Linked DNA regions of Capra hircus: region 1 is linked to region 2. The links are chromatin contacts, called in public Hi-C maps. All regions are on one chromosome and are shown on one strand. Each heading gives the region's core, a stretch centred on a gene start, on an enhancer-like site or on the middle of the called end of the contact. The rest is flanking DNA. Distances are from core to core; before and after follow the strand shown. Region 1 overlaps CCDC69 (coiled-coil domain-containing protein 69). Region 2 has its middle 7.5 kb from the start of CCDC69.

Evidence for each region. A called contact is a pair of places that touch in the nucleus more often than the background predicts.
Region 1: a Hi-C map of blood shows a contact between it and region 2, with 6 times the contacts expected there. The contact joins two enhancer-like sites. A contact is called at or near these places in 3 of 5 Hi-C or Micro-C datasets (all in blood).

The regions. Positions count from the first base shown.
Region 1 is chr7:47,963,596-47,968,263 of ARS1.2, forward strand. It overlaps CCDC69 (coiled-coil domain-containing protein 69), which reads left to right. Exons shown (of 9, transcript XM_005683187.2): 6 at 272-373; 7 at 863-982; 8 at 1,907-2,004; 9 at 2,638-4,668. The coding sequence ends at 2,815. Among named protein-coding and RNA genes, the nearest start is that of ANXA6, 33 kb to the right of the region's middle. Within about 2 kb of position 2,991, at least 2 of the 5 cell types and tissues checked have an H3K27ac peak or open chromatin away from gene starts, as enhancers often do.
Region 2 is chr7:47,922,412-47,927,001 of ARS1.2, forward strand. No RefSeq gene overlaps it. Among named protein-coding and RNA genes, the nearest start is that of CCDC69, 7.5 kb to the right of the region's middle. Within about 2 kb of position 2,085, at least 4 of the 5 cell types and tissues checked have an H3K27ac peak or open chromatin away from gene starts, as enhancers often do.

The sequences.
Region 1 (4,668 bases), core at 1,741-4,240, 42 kb after region 2:
AGGAGAAGGCATGTAGAGGGAGCAGTGAGACAAGAGACAGAGCAAGGACGCTGAGCCCAGCTTGCATGCACTTTGAATGCCAGTCTGCCTTGAATACCCTGACATCGTCCCCAAGGGTATGGAGAGCTGGGGCTGTGCTTAAGCCTGCAGTGCTGGTAGAGCAAAGACAGACTGAAGAAGCCAACACTGACCCTTCCCCAAGGGGTGGAGAAGTCCACCTCCAGCCTTATGAGCCAGGCTTGCATCATCTCCTGCCTGCTCCCCCCTCCAGGAGACCATTGACAGACTGACTGCACAGCTGGAGGCCTTCCAGGCCAAGATGAAGAGGGCAGAGGAGTCCATCCTGAGCCGAGACTACAAGAAGCACATCCAGGTAGGTGGCGGTCCCCACAGCCTGTCCTCCTTCAGTCTCCAGAGAGGTCCAGGTCTGGGCAGCAGGAAAGGCCAGTCCCTCTTCAAGGTTGGGGCTAGAACAGATGCTCTTACCTTAATGAGGGTCTGGAAGAAACAGTGTCCCCGTGTCACTGAGGGGGAACGTAAAGATCAGAGAGAGGCATGTGGGTGGTCAAGTGCTCACGCTCTGGACTCAGAGTGAAGTGCCAAGAGCAGACCTACCACTTAGCAGAAGCAACTTAACCTCGTGAACCACTGTTTCCTTGTCTGTGATGGTGCGAGCGCAGCAAGCACTGTTGGAATAGAGTAAGATACAGCACGTTAAGCGCTTGCCACAGGCCAAGAGGGGGAGGTGACTTGTCAAACGCAGTTGGGGGCAGAATGGGGAGGAGGGAGGTAGCCCACTCTCCCCACTCCCCTGCCCCTCCCCATGCTGGCTGGTCTAAGGTCACCCTGTGTTCCTGTCTAGGAGCACGGGAGCCTCAGCCAGTTCTGGGAGCAGGAGCTGGAGAGCTTACACTTTGTCATCGAGATGAAGAACGAGCGAATCCATGAGCTGGACAAGCGGCTGATCCTCATGGAGACAGTGGTCCGTGGCTGGCAGTGGCTGGAATGGAGGGATGGGGAAGGGGGCTGGGGGAGGCAGCCTTGTGCTTCCACTTTCTGGGCGTTTCCTCAGTCATGTGTGCAGGGGGTAGGTACTGATTATACTCTGAGGAAGGCCTAGCCTGGTCCGCACCAGCTTTGACCTCCTGCCCATGCTGGCCCTTGAGTCACTGGGGCTGGTCTGGGCCCAGCAGTGGCTCCTTCTCATCCTGGTCTTGTACTTTTTGACCATTAGTGTTGCTATCACTTGTGTGACACCAGGGCAAGTAGCCTGGCTAACCAGAAGGGGCTGGCAGATGTCACAGGTCTGGCAAGGGTTGAGGAAGGAGTCAACACCGGGAAAAAAAAAAAATCAGACAGATACGGGAAATCAGAGTCAGCAAGGACGGGCCTGGGCAGTGGTGGGCGTTAGGGACACCATGACTTTGTCTCCAGAAGGAAGGCCTTGGGGGACTTAGGACTGCATCCAAATAGATTATGTTGCATTGTCCTGGAAGAAGTTCCCTGGCCTCTTGTGTGCCACACGACCTAAAGTTAGACCATTTCAGTGGACCCTTATCCATTTTGTTCAACCATTTTTTGTGGAATAGCGTAACAGATACACTTACATTTATATGCAGTATTTAATTATGTCTTTTGGAGAACCAAACTATTTTTTTTCTCTTGGGAACTGATGGAGATTTAGATGGTAGTGGCTGTCTTCTTTTTTTAATACTCATCTGACGAAGTGAAAAGTTGGCAGTCCTGTGTTCACGCCTTAGTTGCATTGTTCCAAGTAATCTTAGTGCCTCATGAAATGTAACATTTGGTCTAAAGTGAATCAGTGTTTTTGGTGGCCACGGATAAGAGGGAGGTGATGGCACACGTTGTACCGGAGGCTTTCTGAGCTCACTCTGATTTGTTACAGAAAGAAAAAAATCTGCTGTTGGAGGAGAAGATCACCACCCTGCAGCAGGAGAACGAGGACCTCCACGCCAGAGGCCGCAACCAGATGGCTGTGTCAAGGTAGTTGCTCCCACACCCTGCTCCTCCCATCCCCACCGCTTATTTTTTGTGAATCTTCAGTTGGGAGAGTCTCCAGGAGGCCCAAGCCTGTCTGGGGGAGGATGCTGGTTCCTCTTTGCTTGGGGGTCAGGAATCCCAAGGGACCAGCTCTGCCCGGAAACAGAAGTTGCAGGACTGATTAATATCTGTTTGTCCCCATCCCAGCTGAGTGGGCTCCATGGGAAAGCCCAGTTCAGGAAGAAGGAACAGGAAGCTTAGGGCTCAAGAGGCCAAAAGAATGACTGAATCAGTGGTAAGGGGTCAGTCAATGACAGATGAGATCATGTGTCAGATGTAATTTGTTGACAACATATTATCTCATCTAATCCTAATCATTATAATGACTCTAAGAGCCAGTCCTGTTGGCATTCCCATTTTGCAGATTTTCCCAGAGTGAATACCTGGGAAGAATTATGCTTCTTAGTAGTGGAGCAGATCTGAACCCAAAGCTGAGGGCCACCTTGGTCAACAGCTGGAGTTGCCTTTTCAAGTGGGGCCACTGGGCAGGCTTCCTGGAGGAATAGGCTGGTCTTCGCAGTTGCTGGAGGCCCCAAGAGGTGGTTCCCTCAGGCAGCGCTGGCTCTGTGTCCACAGGCAGCTCTCGGAGGACCTGCTTCTTGCCCGTGAGGCCCTGGAGAAGGAGTCACAATCACGGCGGCAGCTCCAGCAGGAGAAGGAGGAGCTGCTGTACCGGGTCCTCGGGGCTGACGCCGCCCCTGCCTTCCCGCTGGCCTCTGTCACCCCCACTGAGGTCTCCTTCCTGGCCACATAGGGCCTGCGCCTCCAGGACGCCTGCGGTCACAGCTTCCTCTCCAGGACCTGGTAGAGAAGGCAGCAGGGGCCTCTTGTCCTTTTCCCAGGAGGGGATCAGGGCGGGAGTGAGACTGGGAGCCAGGGTGTGTGCCCAGCGGGCCCTGGGGGCTTGGGCCACACAGAATCACCTGGGCCCCAAGCAGCGCGCTCCCTCGAGCCCGTGCAGGGGACAAGCGACAGGAACCCTTTTGTTCCCCGCTCCCCCAACCCTTCTCTCTGTTCAGGTCAGGGAGCACTGAGGCTTTCCCCAGGGGCTACCATGCCACACTGGGCATCCAACCAAGAGGGAACACGCCCCTGGTCCTAACTTGTCAGCTTTGCTGCCGGCTCCTCAGTGACCTAACTTGCCCCAGCCACCTCACCCCACCTGACCTTTCCTCAGCCTCTAAACCAGTTAGGGCAATTGAACAGACCGCCCTTGAGTCACTCACTGTTCCATTCTAGACTTGTCTGAAGGTCAGAATAGGGGCTGGAGGTCAGCAGGGGAGGAAGGGGACCGCACGCTGTGAATTAAAGTGGGGAGGCACTGGAGTCCCTTGCCCACTGGGCACACCATCGGCCCCAGGCCCAGAGTCTGGTCCATCCAAGGGCTAAGGCCAGAGCTGCTCCTCCTGGACCAGGCATGGCTCACTTGCCACCCTCCTGCTCCCACAGCCTCAGCACCGTCAGGACTCGGGTGCCCCCTGGTGGATCTAGGTACCCTCAACAGCCAGAGCTGGAACCTCATCCCCGTGCAGATGAGGAAACCGAGGCGGGGAGAGGGACCCAGAGCCAGGACTGGGGCTCATCTGTCATCTGAGCGTACCTCGTCTTCCTCCCTGAAGTCTAGGAGGCCGTGTATGAGATGTGGTCTTTCTCCCTGCTCTGTTTGCCCCACCCTGTCCAGTCTCTCTGTCCTGCTCTCCACTCAGTCCTTTCTAGCACCCCGACCCCAGGCCTGTAGATCCTGGCCCTCAGCCTCCCCATCAGTGCAGAGGGGTGGCTGGAGTAACTAACCTCGGCAGGCCTGTCCAGGCCTGACCATCTGTGGATTCAAGATTCTTCTCAGGAAGCACTGGGTCATCTGGAGACAGTAACAATCCCGTCTCTGTATAAGCATTTTGATTAAATGCCTGCACATGCACCTCACTCCCCATCTGTGAAAGATCCTCAAAGCAGCTTCTTTCCAAGCTTTAGCAGAGAGCACACTGAGATCACAGGATCCAGTGGGCCTTGCCTGAGGTCCCCCAGCTCCCAGGGGCTAGCATGTAGGAAAGGTCAAGTCATGGGAACAGAGGTTTCCTCCATCAACCCAGACCACTTTCTTCATTCCCCTCGATCTGGGCTTCAACCATTTCTCCTTCTAGGTATTCAGATGTGACTCTGCTTCTCCAAACCTGTGCAAACACATTATCCAGGGGCCTTGGGGGCAGCTCTGGATGTGAATGGTCACAACCGAGAAAAGAAGGGGTGGCCAAGTAATTTGGGAAACACTAAGTTCACTCAAGTTACACAGCTCTGCTGTTGGCTCAGATGGCAAAGAATCCACCCACAATGCAGGAGACCTGGGTTCAATCCTTGGGCTGGGAAGATCCCCTGGGGGAGGGCATGGCAACCCACTCCAGTATTCTTGCCTGGAGAATCCCATAGAGAGGAGCCTGGCAGGCTAGAGTCCATGGGGTCGCAAAGAGTCAGACGTGACTGAGCAACTAACCACATAGGTTCACTCAAGTTACCCAGCTCAGCAAACTGCAGGACTGTTCAGAGCCTTTAATATGCTAACGTGCATTGCAAACTCACAAAGAAGGAGCCAAGAATCCAGTGTCTCTTAAA
Region 2 (4,590 bases), core at 835-3,334:
TGGACCTGAGTTCAACTCCAGCACACGACCCTAAGCAAGATCTTACACTCCCCAAACCTGAGTTTCCACTTCAGTAAAGTAGAAATAGTAACCCCCTCCCACCCCTGTCCACAACTTCCATTACGGTTCCTGAAGATTAAATGTGATAAAATACGTACAGACCTTAGCCTGCCATAACAAATCCTCAGTAAATTATGGCAAGAGTGATTAAAGCTACAGACCTATCCAGAAAAAACAGAATTGCTCATACATGTACAGTTGTGAATGTAATTTCAAGATGTTCAGGTAGCCCCTGAAGCCTGCTGATCCCAGTCCAACTTCGGACCCAATTCAGCTAATTCAGCTATTCATTCATTTGTTCAACAGATTTTGCTAGAATTTACTCCATGCCTGGCACTGGGTAAAGTGTGGGGTGGGGGGATGTGAGGCCTGAGAAGGGAATGTATGTGAATTATCCAGGGTTAAAAATGGAAACCAATAGCAAGTTAAAGATTAGAATGAAAGTCTCTCTCTTTTTTGAAGGAACTTTCTTAAGGTATAATGTATACACACACACACACAAATTGTACATATGTAACCTATATGACTGAATGAGTCTGGTCATAAGCATGCACCCCTGAAACCATTGCCACAATCAAGGTAATAGACATTTCCATCACTTCCAAAATTTTCCTTGCTCCCCTTTGTTTTTTGGCTTTGTTTGTTTTGTTTTTGTGGAAAGAACACTTACCATGAGATCCACCTTCTTAACAATGTCCAAGTGCACAATATTACTCTTAACTCCAGACACTGTGTTGTTCCACAGAATCTCTGGAACCACCGAACTCCTCTCTGCTTCCAAGACGTTCTTTGAGATCCCTCATGTGAGTGGATTCATGCAGTATTTGTCCTTCTGTAACTGGTTCTTTTTGCTTAGCACAATATTTTCCAGGTTCAGCCATGTTGTCCCAAGTGGCAGAATTTCTTTTTAAAGGCTAACTAAACTTTGATTGTATGCATACAATCATTTATCTGTCATTGGACCTTTGGCTGATTCCAGATCTTGGCTTTTGTTAACGTTACAGTGGACATTAGGAGTACAAATAACTCTTCACCATCCTGATTTCAATTCTTTTGAAAATATACCCAGAAGTGAGATTGCTGGATTATAGTTCTGTACTTTTTAATTTTTTGAGAACCCTCCCTGCTGCTTTTCATAGCGACTATACCATTTTATATTCCCACCAACATGTACCAGAATGCAAGTGTCCTGGGTGCCAATCTTGATTTCTTTGAGGAAGAAATTCTGTGTCTGGAAAAAAAAAAAATTAGTCACTCAGTCTTGTCTGACTTTTTGCAACCGCATGGACTTGTAGCCCATCAGGCTCCTCTGTCCATGGAATTCTTCAGGCAAGAATACTGGAGTAGGTTAACCATTCCCTTCTCCAGGGAATCTTCCCAACCCAGGGATCGAACGTAGGTCTCCTGCATTGCAGGCTGATAGATTCTTAACCCTCTGAGCCATCAGATGGTGTCCCCATGTCTGAAAGGGGACCACAACGAAGACTTCTTCAAGTCACAATCACAATGGATCTGGACATCCATTCCCTCCGGACCCCTACCCCAGCAGGCCCCTGCGTGCTTTTTCCAACATGCTTTACCTCCCAGTGTTAGCCTCCCTCAATGGGGACCTCACTGCCAAGCTGGACCCCTGAATCTTGGACCAGCTGGAAGGTCTTTCCTCCCAAGGAGGTGGAGCCCCAACAATCCCTGATTGCTCTACCCACTGCATCTAGTTTTCCAGGAACACTGATTATCTTCAAGTGCTTGAGATGCAAAAGTGCCCTGAAAAAGGCACAGGGCAGTGGGGTGAGCTGAAGATCTGATCTCCTTCCCACCTTGCCCAACTTCCAAGGCCATCCTGACCTCGGGCTCCCCCAGCAGTCCAGGTTCCAGATCCCTCCCTCTGCAGCTGCTTCTTTAAGAAGCATCTTAGGAACTGGTCCTGCTACTGTCCTTGGATCCTGTCCAGGGCCCTGATTTAAAAGGTATTGCAACGGTTTAAAAAAAAAAAAAAAAAGTGCCGTAACCCAAGGCCCTGGTAACCACAACACTGCCGGCTGCTACAGCCGCCTCCTAGGCGAGAGAGAGGAAACTGCTCCCCGCCTACCCGCCTACTCCCGGACAGACACTCATGCTCAGCCTCTGTGCAGCTCCCGCCTCCCTACCACATTATCTCTGGCTGCAAGCTCAGCGGGGTCGGGGCCTGAGCCGAATCCGGGGGGCTGAAGGCCTTCTGGACCCTAGTGCCTTTGGGAAGCGCCCCCCCCCGTTCCCTCCTGAACAGTTTCGGGAGATGTTTGAGAGCTTCGGAAGAGCACTTTCTGTCAGCTCTCCACCTGAGCCCCGAGAGGGACCGTGAATAATAACCCCAATCCGATTGTGCCACTCCCACTGTCCACATGATTAAGTAAGAACGTCTTGGCCAAGATTTCAATGTCCTCTGGTCTCTTTCCGTCCCCCACACTCCTTGCTCTCGCCGAACACACGCAAAGCAGCTGGGCCCCTCTGAAAACCCACCCAGCACTGTGCACTGGGCAGGCGTGTTCTCCCCACTTTCTTTTCATTTTATACATGTACAGATTGCAAGAAGGTCAGTTAATGCAGCCATCTCCTCACAGAGCTATACTTCCCCACTTTCTTGATAAGAAGAATCCCTGCTTAGTCTACGTAGCTCAGGTCAAATGTGACATCCCTGGGGAAGCCTGCCCTTCCTTTTCCTCCCAGATAGTGTTGGTTACTCCTTTTGCTTCCCTGGTATTTTTCCATACCCCTTGTTACGTTATCTGCCTACCTAGACTAGAAGAGATGTAACTGCCTGAAAATATTTTCTTTAGTTTGCATGATGGTTTGTGTGAGAGAGAGAGGAAAGAAAAACCAGATTTTAAAAATCCCCCAAGATTTCTAGTTTCTCCTGAAAAGTTGGAAGGTCAGGCCAGCTTGGGGTTTCATTTCCTTCTAACACCATCCACCCTAACATATCCACTTGTGCTTCTTTTAGAGGGGTATGTGGTCCCTGGTTTATACCCCATCCCTGTCTTATGCCTCTCCTCATTTACGTACCTTCCCAGTCTCATAGACAGGTTTTAAGCCTTAGAGCCGGATCATATCTCTCATATGTTCTGGGTTACTCCTGTTTGCAAAATATTCTGCCTCCTTGTCCCCATAAACCATTTGGATGCCCTAGAAATTCCAGTATGCTGGCAAAGAGTAAGGGAATAGAATCAGGTAAATAAAAAATGTACATGTCACAAATTCCTTTGCTAAATCCTGTGTTCCAATTTTTTACTTAGAAAACAGTCCCTGCTTCACCATCTTCTAATTCTCGCTCCTGTTAGTTCCCTGTGGGGAAGATGCTCCCATTGGAGTTGAGCAAGGAAGGAGGCATCAAGGGCAGGAAACACCAGATTTTCCAGGAAGGAGGGATTTAGGGCAAGTTATCTGTTAGAAAAGGGTTGCTTAAATCTTGATTGCATAGCAGGTGACATAGATGAGAAATTATGGAAAACGGGGCACTACTCATGGACTCAGCCCTGGACCCCACTCAATCTCTCATCTCTGTGCCCATTAAAAAATGGATGTCAGGAAGACAAGGTTGAAAGCAGTTCAAATGTAAGCACACATCAGAGTTATCTGGAGGATTCATAAAACACAGATTCCTGGGTCCCCTACCCAGAATTTCTGAGGCAGCTGGTCTGGGTCAGAGCTCCAAAATTTGCATTTCTAACCATTTCCCAAGAAAGGCTGATGCTTCTGATCCCCAGATCACATTTGAGAACCATTGATGTTAAAAAAAAAAGAGAAGGGTTTGCTACTGTTCATTACTAGCAGCCTGCAGACCCTAGAAACCACTTAAAGAGGTGATGCATATTAATAATTTTCCCTGGACTCCCTTGGCGACGCTCTATACCCTCCTACTCTGCATCACCAAAGAAGCCCCTTGAGGTCCCTTGCGGAACTCCATCCAAACTTCATTAAACAGAGAAAGCAGTAAGCAATGATGATTGCTGCTGTTTAGTTACAAAGTCATGTCCAATCATTTGCAACCCCGTGGACTGTAGCCCTTTAGGCTCCTTTGCCCATAGGATTTCCCAGGCAAGAATACTGGAATGGGTTGCCATTTCCTTCTCCAAGCTATCCTCCCATCCCAGGGGTCGAACTTGCTTCTCTTGCATTGGCAGGCAGATTCTTTACCACTGAACCACCAAGGAAGCCCCTGAACAATGACTGTGGCGTGAAATCATTCTTGGTTTAAAGGAAGTGGTAAAGTGAATCTTGTTGCCTCTCCCAAGGCAGCCCCAAGTCCCAAACCACTGGTCTTCTGGGAAAATAGGCAGGGATGGCTTCTTGCTAATTATCATTACTCAGGCTCACTTCTCCTTTCCAAGGACCTCCCCATTAATTCAGTTCAACCCAACTCAATATGATTAATGTAGCAATTTGATTCCCCAGAGAGATGACCCACCACAACCACTGGAGCAATCAGGTTCAAATTTTAGTGTGAAAATTCCTGACTCAGCCCTGCAGGGCCTGACTGAATAGATGGCAAAA